2 separate regions of the Ovis aries genome follow, and region 1 is linked to region 2. The links are chromatin contacts, called in public Hi-C maps. All regions are on one chromosome and are shown on one strand. Each heading gives the region's core, a stretch centred on a gene start, on an enhancer-like site or on the middle of the called end of the contact. The rest is flanking DNA. Distances are from core to core; before and after follow the strand shown.

Region 1 (4,646 bases), core at 1,704-4,203, 66 kb after region 2:
AGATGGGCATAAAAAGTGGAAGCCTATTTTGAAAAAGGACCCCAGGTGATATTGAGCATGTTCTCAATCCACTATCAAACTGATCTGAAGTGGGCCAAGAAGTTCTCTTGAGACGGGCCTTGCAGAATCTTGAGATCAGGCAAAAGCTCCAAACAAAATGCACTAGCTGACTCCACCCTACCCCAGACCCTATCCATCCTTACTAAGGTCAGATCTAGTGCATCTTCAGGGGAGAAGAGGAAATTGTTACCCCTCTTAAAACGATTTAGACCTTGAAATCAAGACAAATCTGGGATCACATCCCTTAAGCTATGAAAAATTGTAAAGAAAACAGGAGGACAACCCTACATCCCTTACAAGCTGATTAACCTTCATCAACTTACCTTCAAGTTCATCTCTAATCCTTAGTTTCTCTGTTTATAGAAAGAGGAGAGGATTTACTTTTAAAGTTATTACCTCCAGTCACTGTAAGAGATATAGGGCAGAGCTGGGGCTCAGATTAGCAACCTCTCCCCTGAGAACACTCCTCAGGCCTTCCTAGCCCACTGGCTAGGAAGAGACCCCCAGCTACTTGTAGTCTGAACAAGACACGTGACCACTCAGGATGCACACACCCACTGACTGCAGTTAAAACCCCCAAACGAGGATTTGCCCTCCCCAGAACTGCAAAACCCCTTTGCCTCACTAAGCCCTACCTTTTCTAGAAATAAAACCACTTACAAGTCAGCCTCAGAAAGTTAAGAACGTGTAAAACAAGAGGAAAAAGATATTCGATGTTGTTGTGTGACAGTTCTGGCCCACCTGTGGGGTTATTATGCTGCGGGTCCCAAGAGGACCTAGCCTAAAAACTATCAGTCAGCTTGAGTGCCCTGGGAAGAAGAGCTGGGGGGGTCTCAGAGGAAAAAGACGAACCAGAGTCTGCAGGGTGGAGCCCGATGGTTCGGGGATTTTTGGAACCAGACAAGGAGTGGGTGTGGGTGGGTCCGGCTGAGTTTTTTCCTTTCTGTTTGCTTTGGGAGGGAAAGAGAAGGGCCCAAGCCTGTGAGGGGGCTCGGGAGTTCTTCCACTAACTCTGAGCCCAACCCCCTCCACTTCCAAATCCGACCTTCAAAGTGCTAGACGTTTCATACTAATGGCTCACTTAAGGAGCACTAGTATCACAATGGTTAGCACTTAATGAGCCCTTGTTATGAAAAAACCAGCTAACATTAGGGCTGGGAACTGATTCCGGATCTGGAGAGGGGAGGGCGGACTTTTTGCCTGGCGCAGAAAGGAGGGTGTGTCGGGTCCAGGGTTGACAGGACTGGGACCAGATTCTAGGGGTCCAGGGGTCAGTTCGGGTCTGGCCACCAGACTCTTGGGCCCAGGCCCGGCGTGGCCAGGGCGGCCCTCGGCGCTCCTACCTTTAAGCGAGGTCTCCACCAGGCGCAGGTAAAGCTGCGAGCTCTTGTTGCCGTGGCTCATGCGCTGGGCGAGCCCGTTGCGCTGCAGGACGCACTCTTCAAACTGCACGACATTCTGGTGGCGCCGCTTGAGGCTGGTCAGGGCCCAGAATTCGGCCAGCGCCAGCTCCACGTTCTCGGGGGCGTCGCAGCGGATCTTCTTGACCGCCACCCGGGCCCCGCTGCGCCCGGCCACTGCCTCGTACACCACGCCGTAGCTGCCGCGCCCGATCTCCGCCAACAGGCTGTAGCGCGGCCGCGCCGACCCGCCGCCGCCCTCCGGCCGCCGCCGCGCCAGGTAGGCCTCGCCTGGGGCCTGGGCCGCCACCGGATCCATGGCCTGGGCCGCCGCCGCCGGCCTCAGCTTCGCGCTGAGCGCCCGCGGCACTGGGCTTCGCCTTTTCCGCTCGGGGCTTTGTGTACCTCTGCGAGCGCCGTCCTCCTCCCCCGTTTCCATGGCTGCGGGCGGCGGGGGGAGCAGCAACGGCGCTGCCCGGGACCCCCCTGCCTCATCCCTCCGTCCGGCCCCGGGACGCGGAAGAGCGGGACCTTGGATTGTGACCTGCGGGCGAAAAAGTCGGTTAAACGACTAGGCCGAGGCGGGGAGGCCTGGAGCGTAAGCCTCAGGGCGTCCCACCTCCTCCTCCGGCCGTTGCGGCCCCTTTAAGACGGAAGCCACGGCTGCAGAGCGAACGGGGGAGGGGAGGGGAAAGCGGGAAAGACGAAACCACGGGGCACTGGCTTAGAGGGGGGAGCCGGAGAAAAGAGCAAAAAGTCCCCGCCTTTTCAGTTAATTTATCGTGTAGCAGTACGAAAAACAAGGACCCGCTGTTTCCATGACTGATGAAAACCGCCTTCAGAAGCAATTCAGACTGTAGAAATCTTTTTCCGCTGCTTGGCTCCCTCTGGGATGCCCCTCCCCGCGTCCCGCCCTGAGTTCTCCCGGGTGTAAACAGTCCATTGAATTAAGCCCGAGCAGAGCCCTGCGGACCGACCCAAGTCCCGCCGGACTGCGGGTGTAAGGGGTTGGCTTAAAAGTTCGGCGTCCCTGAGCGCGCCCAACCTGGGGCCCAACTGCCCTCACAGACGCCCGAGGCGGCAGCCGTAGTTCCAGCTTCGGTGCTAGCTTTTACGCCGCGGACAGCGCGCTTACCTGGCCGGCGCCCTTCCACTTCCGGGCAGCGCGTTTCCCTCCTAAGGCCCCCGGCTGGGGATGGTCCGCCCCGGGACGGGGCTGCCTCGGGTACGGAGCCGCGCGGGAGGCCGCGGCCCGAGTCGGGCGGGCGACGGCGCCTGCTACTGCACGAGTGACGGCAGCAGTGCTCTCGGGGGACAGCTGGGCGTCCGGGCTCCCGCGGCTCTCCACGTGTTCGCGCCAGCTGAGCCCTTTACGTAACCTTTTTATATAAGCCGCACGTCCGGCCCTCAGTCGGGCCAGCGGAGGCTCCTGGTGGCCCATCCCCCGGAAGGCCGGCTGAGTGCTGCGCCGCCGGCGTCTTGCCAGGGTCGGCCGACGAGCCGCAGCCCGGCGCACCCACGCGGGGCGGGGGCCCAATCACAGGCGAGAACACCCAACCAACAAAAAATAGGCGCCAAATTCCCGCGATTCGGCTATGGCCTCTAGTCTTCGCAGCCGCCTGTGCACCGCAACCTCCTCTCTTCGCCCGCGCTGCGAGAAGAGCTGCACGCAGTAGGCGCTAATAAATACTGATTGGTCGATTGGATTGGTCGGTTTAATTGATTCATAGGTCTTGCCTGGGAACCGCCCGGACTGGGTTGGACTCCATACCCTGTCTCCCTACTAAACCTGTTGATCTTGGGCAAACCATTGCCTCCACTTGGAGCCTCAGTTTTTTCTTCTGCAAAATGGGTAGACTGGCCCTTACCTCCCAGGATTGATAGTCCCAAATTAAATAAGTATATTTTATATAAAATGTTAATATGTAAATATTTAGATGTAAATAGAAAGTGGCTAATTGGGTGCAGGGCTGAGAGCGCTGAATGTAAGCTCCGTTTAGGCAGGAATTTTAAAATATCTTGTTCACTGCTGCTGCTGCTGCTACTGCTGCTAAGTCACTTCAGTCGTGTCCGACCCTGTGTGACCCCATAGACGGCAGCCCACCAGGCTCCCGCATCCCTAGAATTCTCCAGGCAAGAACACTGGAGTGGGCTGCCATTTCCTTCTCCAATGCATGAAAGTGAAAAGTCAAAGGGAAGTCGCTCAGTCGTGTCCCACTCTGTGCGACCCCATAGATGGCAGCCCACCAGGCTCCCCCGTCCCTGGGATTCTCCAGACCAGAACACTGGAGTGGGTATCAAATCATATGGGTGTCTGCAAATTAGTTAACACACTTTCTTGTGTCTCTCCTCCTTATCTGTAAAATGGGAAGAGCAGTATGTGAGAATTCACTGAGTTTAGAAGGTTAAAGCACTTAGGACAGGGCCTTCACACACATTAAATGTTAGATATTATTAAGTAAATTAATACGCAGAATCATTTTTACAATGTAAGTGTGATCGATGAAAAGAATGAGCTAAAGAGTGCCAGGGGGCTGGGGACAGGCCACTTTTGTTGGTATGATCACGAAAATAAATTTTGGGGGTAAAATTTCAAATTTATATATAAATTGCAAGCATGGTAAAGATTCTCACAACTTTTTTAACCAGGATAATAGTTTGCTATATTTTACTACATTTGCACTGTCGTATTCTCTTGTGTATTTGTGTATGTATTATATATAGACGTGGGTGTACTTTTCCCCCCACACCACTTTATGTTTCAGACATCGTGCCTCTTTAATCCCGAATACGTCTGTGTGTATTTCCTAAGAACATGAATATTGTCTTGCAAAACCTTGGTACAACTATCAAAATGAAGAATTTTGACAATAACACAATTTTTAATACATCTTCCATACTAAATGTAGCCACTTGTCCCAATAATGTAGCTATTCCCATGATCCAATCAGGATCACATATTTACATTTAGTTGTCATGCCTCTTTGGTGGTGGTGGTTTAGTTGCTAAGTCATATTAGACTGTTTGTAACCTGCATGGACTGTAGCCTGCTGGGCTCTTCTGACCATGGGGATTCTCCAGGCAAAAACTGGAGTGGGTTCGGATTTCCTCCTCCTGTGGATTTTCCCAACCCAGGGATCGAACCTGAGTCTCCTACATTGTTGGCAGATTACCACTGAGCCACCA
Region 2 (4,273 bases), core at 336-2,835:
GAGAGGGAAGTGCCTGGAGAAGTACGTCCTCCGCCGAGGAACTTACTTCCTCCGATCACTGATGAGTACAGGAGAATAAATACTCCAGCTCCCTTGCTCTCCAAATGCACCAGCTCTGAGATGCCACCAGTAGTATCTCCAGATCTTTGTTGCAGGATCGATCCAAAGTGGACTTTGAGATAACATGCCCTTGTTTGGCTGCTGTCCATCCTCTCTCTTGACTTCCCATCCTCTTTCCTAGGAATGCTCCACGGTCATCATCCTATATCATATCACCTTCTTTTATATGGAGTCTTTACTGTCTCTGGAATCCTTGTCTCAGGGTCACCAGCCATAGTTTCCTTCATGCTTCCTTGTCATTGTACCCATTATACACAGGAGAGAACAGATTGGCGAAGGGACCAGCTGGAAGTTACAGAGCTACCAGGGTGTCCAGGCAGGGACGAGTGCCCAGGACTTCTAACTCCTCATCCACATTCCTTCAAAGGAAGGAGGGAAACTCCAGCCCCAGGTGAGAAATGAAATTTGTCCCTTCCTCTTTTCTTACCTCCCGAGAACAGTGGATCTTCTACAAACACCTGACTGTGTGTGGCTCTCCCCACATGGCGTGTCTGGGTCTCTGAGCTCTGCCTCATCTTGTCTCCCACATGATTCTGCTGCCTGATACTAAAATCAGCTCACCATTTCAGGTCGGTCACATCCTGAATGCTGAGTTTGACTATAATTGCAGCAGGCAGACCATAATACATTTATTTAACATACCTTGAATTAGGACCTCTTGCATATATTTGCATGCTATTTGCATCTATTTGATTGGATTGGAAAAAAATCAACAGATGTAGCTCTTGAGTCAGGTAAGCTGGAAAGGGGCTGCGCCTGGAGCTGCACTAATCAGGGGCTGAGCAGACCCTCACCTCTGCTCTCCCCACAAGGCTACCTTGGCAGGAGCTGGAACTCTATCCTGAGTCTCTTCTCGTCCCAGGACTCACCATGCCTAAGACCAGGGTGATGCCCTTCTGAGCTCAAATCCCCATCCTACACGTCACTCCAGACCATGCTTCATGAAGGCCAACATCACCTCCATCTTGTCGCTGCTGATTCCCACAGACTGTTGGATGAATGCATGAAGGAACAAATGGACACACGTGGTCCGGTCTGTTCTTTAGATCCTGTCCCTTCCTTGCTTGAAATCTTGTGGGGGCTTCATATGAACACAGGATGAAACCCAGTGTTTCATTCTGGCATTCAAAGCCTTTCACAACTGATTCCAAGCGTATGAAGTATAAACACTGCTTACATCCTTACTATGCGAGGCCTGTGACAATGATCCTGGAACTGGGCTTGGAGAGGAGAAGAGGTGAGCTGCCTTGTCTTTTTCCCACTTCTCTCCTCCTTCCTTCTGCACAGCTGGTTAGAACATCTTAAGGTTCAGGCCCAGGGTCAAAAGCCTGGGTAGAGAGGGAAAGTCCAGAATGATAGCGAGATCTCATCTGGAAGAAGGCTGGCAGGAGTCCCAGGGATCTGCATGTGAGCCTCTAGTGGGCGCCGTGAACCTGGCTCCACTTCCCAGATTGGGCCAGGAGGGGGCGGCAGTGTCCCTGGTTACAGGTACAAAAACCACCCCTAGCTTCTGAGTATGATGCAGCTGGGAACATCTGAATATGTGAGCCAGGCGTGGATGAGTGCATGTGTTTGCAAGCGTGGAAGATGGTCCAAGCATGTGACTGAGTGCCCTGACTGAGAATATGTTTCATGAGTGCATTTATTCATTCAACTCTGTCGCTCATGTGTCCACTCCTCCCCAAGCCCTGCTCAGATGTCTAGGACACAGCAGTGAGCACAATGAATGTGGTCCCTGCCCTTATGAAGCCAGAGCTGGGCAGAGAGGAGACAAGGAAAGAAGCAGGCCAACAAATCAATGATGTCACAGGGTGGGAAAGATAACCTCAGGCCAAGTGGGCATAGAGCACCTCTCCAAGGAAGTGACATTGGAGCTGAAACTAGAAGGACCAGAAGGAATCAGCCAAGCAAAGAAGTGGGAGATCGTCCCTGGCAGGAGGAGTGAAGAGGGCAAAGGGTTGACAGTGTCTGTAGAAATCTGAGCTTGAAGAGGTTGAACTTTATTCTAAGGAAAGGCCTCGGACTTTTTAAACTGGGGGTGATGTGATGTTGATTTACAGTTTTAAAAACTCTCTGATTCTTGAGTAGAAAATGGTTGAAAACTGGACAGGTAGACAGTGAGGAACCTCCTGCAAGGATCCAGGCATGAGCGGACAGGGGCTGCACCCTCGTGTGACTGTGGAGCTGGGGGGTCTAACGTGGATCCCACATTGTGGAGGCCACCTGACGGTGGGCGAGAAGAGAAAGCAAGGGCATCCCTGGGCTCTGGGCCTGAACGGCTGGGCTTCTAAGTGGGAGCAGCTGTGCCAGGGGCTGCTTTGCATTTTGCACGCGTGCATGCTTAGTCACTCAGCTGTGTCCAACCCTTTGCAACCCCATGGACTGTGGCCACCAGACTCCTCAGTCCACAAAATTCTCCAGGCAAGAATACTGGAGTAGGTTTCTATTTCCTTCTCCAGGGACTCTTCTGACCTAGGGATCAAACCCGCATCTCCTGCATAGCAGGCACTGAGCTATCGGGGAAGCCCACTTTGTATTTTAAAGGCCTGTTTCTGCCTGCAGCCTCTGTGTCTGGCTCCCTGGCCTGTCTGACCAGCTCAGACCCCCTGGGGCCAGTCCCTCCTGCCTCCTCTGCTCCACCCATCCCTGCCCTCCAGGCTTACCCAGGCTCCGGGACACAGCATTCCACTTGGATCCTGTGTGGAGGGACCTGCCAGCTCCAGGCAGATCCCTCCCCTCCTTGCTATGCTTTATTACCCACACACTCCATCCACTGGGGGCAGGTCGGGGTGGGGCGTCAGCTCAGAATAGGCTTTGGAAACAGAGAGAGTCTCCCAGGAGTCTTGCTCCAAGGCCCCATGGAGAGCCACTCACCTAGTCTCAGCCCACCCCCAGGAGTGAAGACACCTTTTCCGGGACTGGAGCCCAGCCTCCAAGTTACTCATCGAATGCCTACAGGAGAGAGCTGAGTGGTCTCTGCCAGGCCCTGCCAAACTGCACATTCAGGTACACAAGAAGATTGCTGTTTTAAGTCATTGCTTAAAATGTGTAGTTTGTCACACAGCAAACAGGTATTCAGATACCTGAATAAATAACCTGGAATCCCAGCCCTGCCCACTAGCTGTGTGGGCTTGGGCAAAAGCCTAAACTTTCTTGAGTCTCAGTTTTTGACTGAAAATAAGGACACTCATTATGAGGTAGCCCCAGGAGAAATCCTTATAATACCCAGAGGGATCATAACACCTCACGTGATCCTCATCACAGGACACCTCACCTGACCCCCATCACAGGACACCTCACGTGACCCTTGTCACGTGACACCTCACGTGACCCTCAGATACCTCATGTGACCCTCAGATACCTCACATGACCCCCATAGCATGACACCTCACGTGACCCTCATAGCAAGACACCCCACGTGACCCTCATAGCATGACACCCCACGTGACCCTCATAGCATGACACCCCACGTGCCCCTCATCACACAACACCTCACGTGACCCTCATCTGTGGAGGGTCACACAGACAGTAAGCAGAGATGAGGACGCCTGGCCTGAGGCCCGTGCCGCCTGTACTGCTGGGTTTCTGTGCCACACCCTGAAGCAACCCCTAGAGACCCAAGCTGGGCTGGCCACTGAAGGAGTGAGGTGGTGTCTGAAGAAGGGTCAGCACCCAGAGACTCAGCAGCTCTAGGTCTGTGACCTCAGTGTGTCCATGGTGGGGCCTACCTGCTGGGGCCACTGCTCAGGTGCCACATAGGCCCCTCCCACTCCAGGTAGGCTAGGGCCTTGACCCACTTGACCTCAGGAGCCTTCACTTACGCTGCAGTAATGCTGGGCCTTACATCACCAGGGCTTGGGAGGTATGAGGCCCACAGTTCAGTTCAGTTGCTCAGCTGTGTCTGACTCCCTACGACCCCATGGACTGCAGCACGCCAGGCTTTCCTGTCCATCACCAACTCTCAGAACCTATTCAAACTCATGTCCATCGCTTCAGTGATACCATCCAACCATCTCATCCTCTGTCATCCCCTTCTCTTGCCTTCATTCTTTCCCAGCATCAGGGTCTTTTCCAATGAATCTGTTCTTCACATCAGGTGGCCAAAGTATTGTAGTTTCAGCTTCAACATCAGTCCTTCCAATGAATATTCAGG

The links. Hi-C and Micro-C count contacts between places; a contact is called where the count stands out from the background.
Region 1: a contact with region 2 is called in a Hi-C map of hypothalamus, with 3 times the contacts expected there. The contact joins the promoter of STK35 here to the enhancer-like site in region 2. A contact is called at or near these places in 3 of 16 Hi-C or Micro-C datasets (hypothalamus, liver and tail adipose tissue).

What each region holds. Positions count from the first base shown.
Region 1 is chr13:52,743,774-52,748,419 of ARS-UI_Ramb_v3.0, forward strand. It overlaps STK35 (serine/threonine kinase 35), which reads right to left and starts at 2,954. Exons shown (of 4, transcript XM_042229825.2): 1 at 2,596-2,954; 2 at 1,404-2,004. The coding sequence starts at 2,901. It overlaps LOC114117597 (a long non-coding RNA gene), which reads left to right and starts at 1,250. Exons shown (of 3, transcript XR_003591236.3): 1 at 1,250-1,740.
Region 2 is chr13:52,679,101-52,683,373 of ARS-UI_Ramb_v3.0, forward strand. No RefSeq gene overlaps it. Among named protein-coding and RNA genes, the nearest start is that of STK35, 65 kb to the right of the region's middle. Within about 2 kb of position 1,586, at least 9 of the 54 cell types and tissues checked have an H3K27ac peak or open chromatin away from gene starts, as enhancers often do. A contact at or near this core is called in hypothalamus, where this site is marked.